Linked DNA regions of Mus musculus: region 1 is linked to region 2. A link is a contact called in public HiChIP or PLAC-seq data. All regions are on one chromosome and are shown on one strand. Each heading gives the region's core, a stretch centred on a gene start, on an enhancer-like site or on the middle of the called end of the contact. The rest is flanking DNA. Distances are from core to core; before and after follow the strand shown. Region 1 overlaps Phactr2 (phosphatase and actin regulator 2). Region 2 has its middle 12 kb from the start of Gm40602.

Region 1 (4,666 bases), core at 714-3,213, 420 kb after region 2:
AAACCTCCTGCAAGGACATAGGAATCTATTCTCACCATATGGCCATAAACCTTGCCCTTTTTGCAGTGCCTCAACTCTTACTTTATGGTAGGAATCTGGGACTTGCAAAGTGAGCTCTGAAGACCTATACTGAATTATAGCCTCCATAAGGGAACAAAAACAGCCATCACAGGGCTGGGGTGATAGTTCAATTGGTACTTGAAACTGTGTCTGGCTTGCAAGCACAGGACCTGAGTTCTATATTCAGAATTCACATTACAAAAAAAGTTGGATATCTTAATTAGGATGTTATTGCTGTGAAGAGACACCATAACTACAAACACTCTTAAAAAGGAAAAGATTTATTTGGGGCTGACTTATAGTTCAGCGGTTTAGTCCATTATTATCATGGTGTGAAGCATGGTGGCATAGAAGTCGGTATGGTTCTGGAGAAGGTGTCGAGAGTTCTAAATCCAGACTGACAGACAGCAGGAAGTGAATTGACCCACTAGGCCTGGTTTAAGACCCCAAAGCCCACCCCCTCATGATGCACTCCTCCAACAAAGGCACACCTACTCCAATGAAGCCACACCTCCTAATAGTGCCACTTCCTATGGATCTATGGGGGCTATTTTTATTCAAACCACCACATTGGGTGTGGTAGCATGCCATTGTAATCTCAGCATTGAGGTAGGTAGAGATGGATGGCTCTCTGAGGCTCATTGGCCAGCCAGTCTGGCTTAATGGAAGAGGTCCAAGCCAAGGAGAGGCTATCTTAAAAATAAGATGGAAGGGGTCATTGAGATGGCTCTGAAGGTAAAGGCACTTGCTGCCAAAATGGATGTGCTGAGTTCAATTCCAAAGACCCACATTGCTGAAGAAGAGAACCAATCCCTCAAAGTTGTCATATGACCTCTACACAGGTTCCATGACCTGCGCGCGCGCGCACGCGCGCGCACACACACACACACACACACACTATTTATATTTAAAGAAATTTAAAAGCAATATTTAATAATAATAAGGTAGATGACACTAGAGAAACAATGCTCGACTGACCTCTGTCATTCACATGCACGTACACACATGTATACATGTGCCTGCACACATACATACATTAAAAAACACAGACAGACAGACACACACACACAAAAGTGAGAGGTCACAATTGATCATAAATATTCTTAAGCAAAGCACCATGCTGGGAAGTATTGGAAGTCAAAGTCTGTTGTGACCAGTAATATTATGACTGGAATAAGCACGCACTCCTCTGATATACCAACTGTGAAGAGGAATTTGCTTATTAAATCTGGATGAATTCTCTGTCATCATCACCATGCCTTTCTGTCCACCAAGGCTTCTGGAGTAGAAGTTTAGAATCTATGGTGTCTGGTAGGTTGAGGAAGAAGAGCTTGTAATACCTTAATTATTGATGTTTAGGCCGCTTCAAGGGACGTTACACATCTACAGGAAGACAAGCCAACAATCAGGTAGGTAAGACTACATGTGAACACTGGAGAAAATCAGAGACATTCACTTGGGTCACAACAATAAATTACATATCACATATAACTCTGTGTGTGTGTGTGTGTGTGTGTGTGTGTGTGTGTGTGTGTGACAGACAGACAGACAGACACACTTATACTTCAGATATAAGAGCTGCTGATCCAAAGCAAAGTCCTACCTGTGCCTTTGACATTCTTGAACCACAGTCCAGAGACCTAAAAGGACACATTGATCTCAAAAATAAGATAGATAGAGTCACTGAGATGACCTTTCTCATAAGATGCAATTATCATAAGTCTTAAGAGTCTTCCTGTTAGGAGACATAAGTTATTTTCTTTCGTTATTTTTCTCTCCAAGACCTCACAGAGGCACCAAAAAACTTGCAAGGTAAGGTTCATAAATGTCAAGAGTTAGCTGGTTGGTCACAAAGTAAGCTAAGACACTTTTCTAAGGCAAGTCAGTACAGCCTACTGCTTTGTGCAGCTTTCAGCTACTGTGATCAAAGGCGATGACTCACGCACTGAGGCTGCCTCCCAGTTTTGTGCTGTTTTCTTCTCTCCCGAGTTTCATTGTATCTGAAAGTACACTTGAACTTTGAGATGCACTATGGTCCTTACATACGAGTTGTGCTCATAACTCCAAGCCTGGGTAGTTTTCGATTAAAAGGGTGACTAATTAGTGATTTCTGACTAGTACTACTGGCTTGGAATGTTGCTAAAACTTGACCTGTTAGATGTGCCTTAGAGTGGGCAGCCACTAAGCTAAGGACTTGAAAGAATTTTATTTTGGCAGAAAAACTTCTGATTGGGGTGTGTGTGTGTTGTGTGTGTGTGTGTGTGTGTGAGAGAGAGAGAGAGAGAGCGAGAGAGAGAGAGAGAGAGAATTCTTGTGTAGGTGGGTGTACACATGTGTGTGTGTGCATGTGTGTTTGAGCAAGAGCATTCATGTGTGTGTCTTCTTGCGTGCATGTGTGTATTCATATGTGTGTTCATGTGTGTAGACATGAGTGTACATGTGCTGTTGTGCACATGTGGAGATAAGAGAGCAGTCTCAGGGGCTGGTGCTCTCCTCCTCCTGTGTTTGTGAGAGTTTTGGTGAATTCCATTGCATAGGCCAGGCTAGCTGGCCTGCACACTTGTGGGCTTTCTCCTGTTTCCACCACTCCACTCGCAGTAGGACACGAGAGCACACTGGTTCTCAGTATGTGTCCAGCTTTTACACAGACAGGCATGTAAACCTGGATCTTCCATTCCCTGAGCCCTGAAGTTAATCCAGAAGAGTTGTTCATCCTGATGCTCTTCCTCACAATGGTGTATTTGAGTTTTAAAATATGATGTAGCTTTCTCCTTTTTGGTGGAGGTGGTGGGGTTCCCTGAGCTCTTTCTATGAGGGGACAGTGGGTGCTCCAGCACACTGAGACCTGGCGTGTGTACTCTGAAGTCAGGAAGATGTGGTTCTGGGTCCAGGATTTCCCTGACACCCAATGGCTGTCCGCCTCCACCTTTTAAAAACCATTTTCCCTATCTCGAAAGGGAAGGTCGCTGTGAAGGTGAAGCCTGGTGGTGTGTGCAGCCAGCTCAGGACTGCATCAGTCACAGTTTGCTGCCTTCTCACCCTCCTTCGCCACACTCTTGGATCTGGTACTAGCAGAGCATTCCCATGATTCTGCAGAGTCCCCGGGTCTGGGATTTCATCTGTACTGGCCTCAGGTGGGACAGAGAGTCATTACTTCCTCTCTACAAACTGTCTCCTGTGGCTGTGGCTCAGTGAGCCTTGTGCAATAGGCCCCTTCCCTGGAAGCTCTAGGGAGCTTATGAGCAGCTCTTGAAAAAGAAAATGAACTCATCTGCTTGGTTCTTTTTCACGTTAGAAATCTGAGAATCAAAACTATAGTGCACATGCACCCAAACACACCTACACACACACACACACACACACACAGACACACACAGACACACACACACATACACACATACACACACACTCACACACACTCACACCTACACACACATACACAGACACACACACACAGACACACACACACACAGACACACACACACTCACACACACACACACACACCTACACACACACATACTTTAGGCTACTTTTTGACAGATGTCTAACGCTAAAATATCTGACCTAGTTAAGCCATTCATCAGTTCCATAAATATCAAGCAGGCACTTGTATGTACTGTATATATCAGGTCCTAAAACCTAGGCACCAACAATGCAAAAATAAGGAAAGCTGACTTCTGTTTGTGAGTGTCTCACAGTGTATGCAAGGTGAGAGACTCCTGCTAATGTACTTAAACCAACCTTTCAATAGAAGTATGCCAGATGACACACTTTACCCAGAGCCTTAAAGTTCAAGATCTGTTTCTCACCTTTCACCCCCATAACCATCCAGTAAGCAAGGTATTAACGCTTACTAATCATTTCCAGGTCAGCTATGAGGAAGTCAAGTACAGGGAGGGAATGAACATGACCAAGATCACAGAGACGATAACCACAATCTTATTTCTCTCTCCTGTGCCTGTGTTCTTCCACTGTCGTCAGGGCCTCCAGTTGAACATGTAGAGACACATTCAGAATGTATTTCCATCAGACTCACAAATACCACTACCAGTGTGTTCCTATAACCAGTCAGACACTGCCACCTCCGAGTCTGCCCTCGGCTTTCCTGCTACATCCTTCTCTTCCTTCTTTGCACCAAGCAAAGCCAAGCAGCTTCAGGTCATCTTTGGTCATGCCGGTTGTTTCGGGCTTTAATGTGCTGATTCTTTTTCCAAACACTCCCTTCCTCCATGTGTCTATTTCCATGTTTGAGTTCCACTTTCTGCAGAAAGGGGGGAGGGGGGTGAAGACCATGGTTCTACAGCCTCTGGGAGATCCTTCCCGGGACCTTTCCCAGGCTATTTTCACAGCTGCCACAGAGCCTGATCACAGCTTGTACTTTCCTATTGTGCCATGTTTAGCTTACTGCCTACCCCTTTTCTCCCCACTTGATCATGGGTCCCCGAGGGATGCCTCTGCCGCCTCTGTCTTTGGTCCACTAGCTTTGACCTAATTGAATAAATACATGAAGCATCAAGGTATGCTCCCATGCCTAAAGTGCCTCTTGCAGCGCATACAACTCAGAATAAATGCCAGCTTCACACCAGTCTCTGGGCCACAATAGAG
Region 2 (4,993 bases), core at 736-3,235:
GCTCTATCATACTTCATGCTTTTGGTATAGTAGTCTTCTTCTCTGCCCATAATATCATAGGTTAACTGCTTTCATGGTATTCTAGAACTCTCCCATGTTCCATTCCGTTTAGCTTTTAAAATGCTTCTCATTGACCTGCCCTGCATCATCTTACCCTTGTACTTCATCTCCCGGTGCTGACTCTCTTTTTCCTAGGATACATTCTTTTGCCGAAGCTTTCCACTGCGATTATAATTTGGATTATTGAGTTTTTGTTTCTACCATTTCTGTGTGGGTATGTGTCTTAGGGTTTTATTGCTATGAAGAGACACCGTGACAAAGGTTACTCTTATAAAGGAAAATATTTAATTTGGGCTGGCTTACAGTTTTCATAGGTTCAGTCCATTATCATTATGGTGAGAAGCATGGCAGCATCCAGACAGACATGAAACTGGAAGAGCCAAGAGTTCTACATCTTGACCTGAAGGCAGCTAGAAGAAGACTCTTTCTTCTGTACTGGGCAGAACTTGAGCATAGGACCTCAAAGCCCATACCTATAGTGACACACTTCCTCTAAGAAGGCCACACCTAATAGTGCTACTCCTGGGCCAAGCAGAGTCAAACTATGACAGTAATTCTATCTCTTTATTGAGTTCTGTTTTTTTTGTTTGTTTGTTTGTTTTTTGTTTTTTGGTTTGTTGTTGTTGTTTTAAATCTTGGATTGGTTTCTTCATTCATTCAGCTCTTTATTTTTATTCTCTTGAGGTATCATCATACCTTCTCTGAGTCCTTTAAACATACAGTGATTCCTTTGAACTATTTGTCTCCCAGGCCTTTCTCAGTGGGAGCCATTTCTAGTGCAGGACTAGTGCAGGCATTGTTGTTGTGTTTAGTCATGTTACTTTTGTTTCTGCACTGGGACTACACATCTGAAGAACTTTATTACTGGGGTATTTCTTTTTGTTGAATCATCTTTCTCCTTTCAGCAGAGGTAGTAAAATATACAGAAAAGGACTAAGTTGGAAGAGGGTTGAGACATTGTTTTTCTCCACAGGACTGGTGTTCAAGGCTACAGGTTCCACCACTGATCTGCTGTGGAGAGTCCACTACTGTCTTACCTATAGTCACTATCCAAGTTTCATACATGCATGGCTAGTCCTCTCCTCTGCAGCTCTGTGGTGTGGCTCTCCATGCCTGGAGTCAGTCTACTCAATTAGATGTTGGAGGTATGAGACCTCAGAAAATCCACATGTGAGATCAGGAGGCATACACGTGGGAAGGAACAGGACCTACTTGGTAGTGTGGGGAAGCAAGATCCCCTGAGGATTCCGGAAACCTGGGGGTGATGCCAAATAGTTCAGAGAAGTGGAGATCCTGGAGAAGCCAGGAAGGACAGAGCAGAACCTGCCTGGCAGTGCAAGGAAGTAAATCCTGGAAAAGACTGGATGCCATTTATCTAAGGTACAGCGCATGCCCAAGAAAACCCCGGGCGATGCAAACAAGTGATGTGGCGTCACATCACGGACACATACAGGGCTACACATCTCCTGGTCCAGTCCAGTTGGGGTTGTTTCCTCAGCTCACTGGCCACTCTATTCTTGGGAGTGTTTTTTCTTTAAAACCAAACAGTGTTTGTATTCCGTGTCCCTGGTGTTCTCTTTTATCCTGGGACACAGAGTTTGGGATGGGGTACCTTCTGAACTCAGCCCTGAAGCTGATCATGTTTGTCCTCATAATGTCCCCTGGCATTTGGAGCTTTCTCACTGTTTCTCTGACAGCCGTGCCTAACTCTAAAGGTATTATTTTCCCCCATCTCCCTCCTCTTGACAGCTGGGGAATTTCCAGCTTGCCTGTCAAGTTGTTTTTCTCTCAAAATTTAATAAAATTGTCCTCAAGCTTCCTTCTGACTCCATTTAAAATTTCTTTTATTAATGAGACTAAAAGCCCAAAAGGAGACAAACATTGGTTTCCCTGGTAACGGTGATAAACAAACTAGCGGCACATCCTCTCATCTAGTGACATTTTAGATTAGATGAACTGAAGTACCTGTTTGCTGTAAGGGCTGAAAGGTTTGGGGCGTGGGGAGAGGAGGAGGAGGAGGAGGAGGAGGAGGAGGAGGGCGGCTGGGGATGTGGCTCAGCAACAGAATGCTTACCCAGCACTTACAAAATCCTGGGGTGGATCAGTAGCACCACAAAGGAGAAATGAAGGTTTATGATTTTGGAAGAGGTGGTGATAACTGCAGTGTAACCTAGAAGCTCTTTGAAAAGAAGTGGATCCTAGGGTATTTAAAGGACATTGGGATGTCACTTGGGTAATCAAGGTGGGGAAAGGGGGGAAAGGAGAAGAGAGAATGAGAAACAGGCATTGAAGAGGAAAGCCAGTCAAAAGTAGAGGCATCCTCAAGGAGCTCCACCTGAAGTCACACTGAAAGAGAGCCTAATGCCAAGGGAAGGCGCCCAGACTCAAAACACTGAGGAGGACGAGCATTTCCACGCAGAGCTTTCCTGTTCAAAGGTTTGCTGTTACAAGTTTGACCCTGCATCAGTGTGCATATTGCATAGAACTGGATGGACTAGGGATATAAAAGAAAGGACAGAGAAAAGGCGTAAATGGGAGGGAATGGAGAAGTATGCTCTGTGCCATTGGTGAATGAAGCCACGGCATCTAAGTTGAGGGAAATAGAAGTAAAAATAACAGAAAGAAACAAAGCAGCAGAAACATTCACCATAGAAAATAGTTCTGCAGTCTGAATTGCATACCCACCCTCCGTGTATAACCTCATTTAGAAGCAGGGACTTTACAGGGGTAACCAAATTCAAATTGAGGTCAGAAGGATGGGCCCCAATCCAATATGACTGGTGTATTTATAAAAACGGGAAATTTGTCCAGAGTCAGACATTCACACAGGAAGAATGTCATGTGAGCAGGAAGCCAGACCCTGGGGTGAAAAGTCAAGGAATCCCTAAGATTGCCAGCCACTCCTCAGGAACTGAAAGTCAGGTACGGAGCAGATTCTGGGATGGAGCCAGCTCTCCTGTGCCCTTGAAAGCTCAACTTTCACCCACATCAGGGATAATAGACTCCTGGTGTGTAAGAGAGTATCTGTGGGGCTGGAGAGACAGCTCAGCTGTCCTTGCAGAAGACCCAAGTTCAATTCTCTGTATCCACGTGGTGCTTCACAACCATCTGTAATCCCAGTTCCAGGAGATCTAATGTCTTCCTCCGACCTCTATGGGAATCAGGCATGCACATGGTGCACATATATACATACAGGTGAAAACATACACATAAAAAATAATAATAATAGTAATAATAAAAAAGGTTGGCCTTTGTTCTGACAGCCCTAGCCAAGGAACACAAGCCATCTTAGGAGCAGCTTGCCATGCCAGGCTATGCTCTGTGGTTTCACCCATGATTCACTAACAGGTGTTTGGGATATGGCCTCATTGGGAGAAATACTTGACTTGCAAGAATGAGGAGCAAGCATGATCTCCAGCATCCATGTATAAACAGGCAACCTTGGTGGCACATGCCTGTGCTCCTAGTGCAGGAGACAAGAAGGTGACTAAGACTTCCTGGTCAGCCAGCCTAGCAGAATCAGTGAGAGACCTTGACTCAAGACATGAGCTAGGTTGGTAGTAGGAATTCAAGATTTTGTCGAGCCTGAAAAATGTTAGAAGAGTCAAAGCCAGTCTCATCCTTCAAGGAACTTCCACAGGACAACAAAGAACTTATTCAAGAATAGAGATTTTTCATCTATTGCTCCACTGAAGATGCTGAGCATACATCTGCTTTGGAAGTGGGAACTGCCTTTCTTGGAAGCATATGATGATCTGTATTTCAGCTCTCTTCCATTTTTCCAAGTCTAGACTTCAAGGAAACCATCCCCCAACACACACACACACCAATTACTGTCTCCAAGTTAGTTCAGAGAGAGGTGGCAGGTGGCAGGGACTCCATGCCCTTTTCTTGAACTAAATAGTCCAAAAGCTTCCTTCTGAGCCCTCTTTTCCTTTTCTTGTTATTAGATATTTTCTTTATTTACATTTCAAATGTTATCCCCTTTCCTAGTTTTCCCTCTGAAAATCCCCTATCCCCTCTTCCCTCCCCCTGCTTCGAAACCCACTCACTCCTGCTTCCTGGTCCTGGCATTCCCCTATACAGGGGCATAGAACCTTCACAAGTCCAAGGGCCTCTCCTCCCATTGATGAACGACTAGGCCATTCTCTGCTACATATGCAGCTGGAGCCATGGGTCCCACCATGTGTTTTCTTTGGTTGGTGGTTTAGTCCCAGGGAGCTCTGGGGGTACTGGTTAGTTCATATCGATGTTCCTCCTATAGGGCTGCAGACCCCTTCAGCTCCTTGGGTACTTTCTCTAGCTCCTTCTATGGGGACCCTGTCTGAGTCCTCTTTTCAAATTCTCATACAGAGGAGACTGAGAACCAGTAACTGGGAGCCCCAGCAACATATTTAAAAGTTAAAACACATTACTTATAACATAGTACACTATCTCTTAGCAACTTTTCCAAAACAAAAGTTGGCTCATCTCAATCTTGTTAATATATTCACACTTTAAATGGACTGGGGGAGGGGGGAATCTTAGAATACAGGTCGATCCTGAAACTAATCTTTTAAATTTACATTTTAAGTTTGTCTAGCAAAAGCAGTTCAGATGCTTCTTGTACACTTAACAAAAAGATATTTTTAGGTATCATTTGGTTATCTCTCTTAAATTCTATAGTCTAATTTTCTCCCATATTTAACACTTGAAAGCACCAGTCCCAAATATGAACTAGCTTAAAAGTAATATCTCAATTAGTATTTTAGGTAATCCATCTAAAGGTAAAGTCTAGAAACCAGCTTATTTTTTAAAATGTAAAGACCCCGAGTTCTTGTATTTTAGGGAAGGAGAACAGTGTAACAACGGGTTAGTTGGGGTAGGGGTCTGGAGGGCATTGTGTTTGTGGGGGATAACTAACATTGGAGGTCTTTGAAAAATGCCATATGGA

What was found. HiChIP or PLAC-seq counts read pairs in DNA pulled down with a chosen protein or histone mark.
Region 1: an H3K27ac HiChIP or PLAC-seq map of regulatory T cells shows a contact between it and region 2, with 5 times the contacts expected there. The contact joins two enhancer-like sites. A contact is called at or near these places in 9 of 39 promoter capture datasets (the 3T3-L1 cell line, the SN4741 cell line, cranial neural crest and 4 more), 1 of 15 datasets of contacts at CTCF or cohesin (the NIH/3T3 cell line), 1 of 484 Hi-C or Micro-C datasets (bone marrow-derived macrophages), 10 of 115 datasets of contacts at active chromatin or transcription factors (bone marrow-derived macrophages, craniofacial prominence, embryonic forebrain and 5 more) and 1 of 9 other capture datasets (pancreatic islet).

Annotation. Positions count from the first base shown.
Region 1 is chr10:13,465,093-13,469,758 of GRCm38.p6, forward strand. The region is part of intron 1 of Phactr2 (phosphatase and actin regulator 2); the gene reads right to left. Among named protein-coding and RNA genes, the nearest start is that of Phactr2, 7.0 kb to the right of the region's middle. Within about 2 kb of position 1,964, at least 26 of the 459 cell types and tissues checked have an H3K27ac peak or open chromatin away from gene starts, as enhancers often do. A contact at or near this core is called in regulatory T cells, where this site is marked.
Region 2 is chr10:13,046,001-13,050,993 of GRCm38.p6, forward strand. No RefSeq gene overlaps it. Among named protein-coding and RNA genes, the nearest start is that of Gm40602, 12 kb to the right of the region's middle. Within about 2 kb of position 1,986, at least 5 of the 459 cell types and tissues checked have an H3K27ac peak or open chromatin away from gene starts, as enhancers often do. A contact at or near this core is called in regulatory T cells, where this site is marked.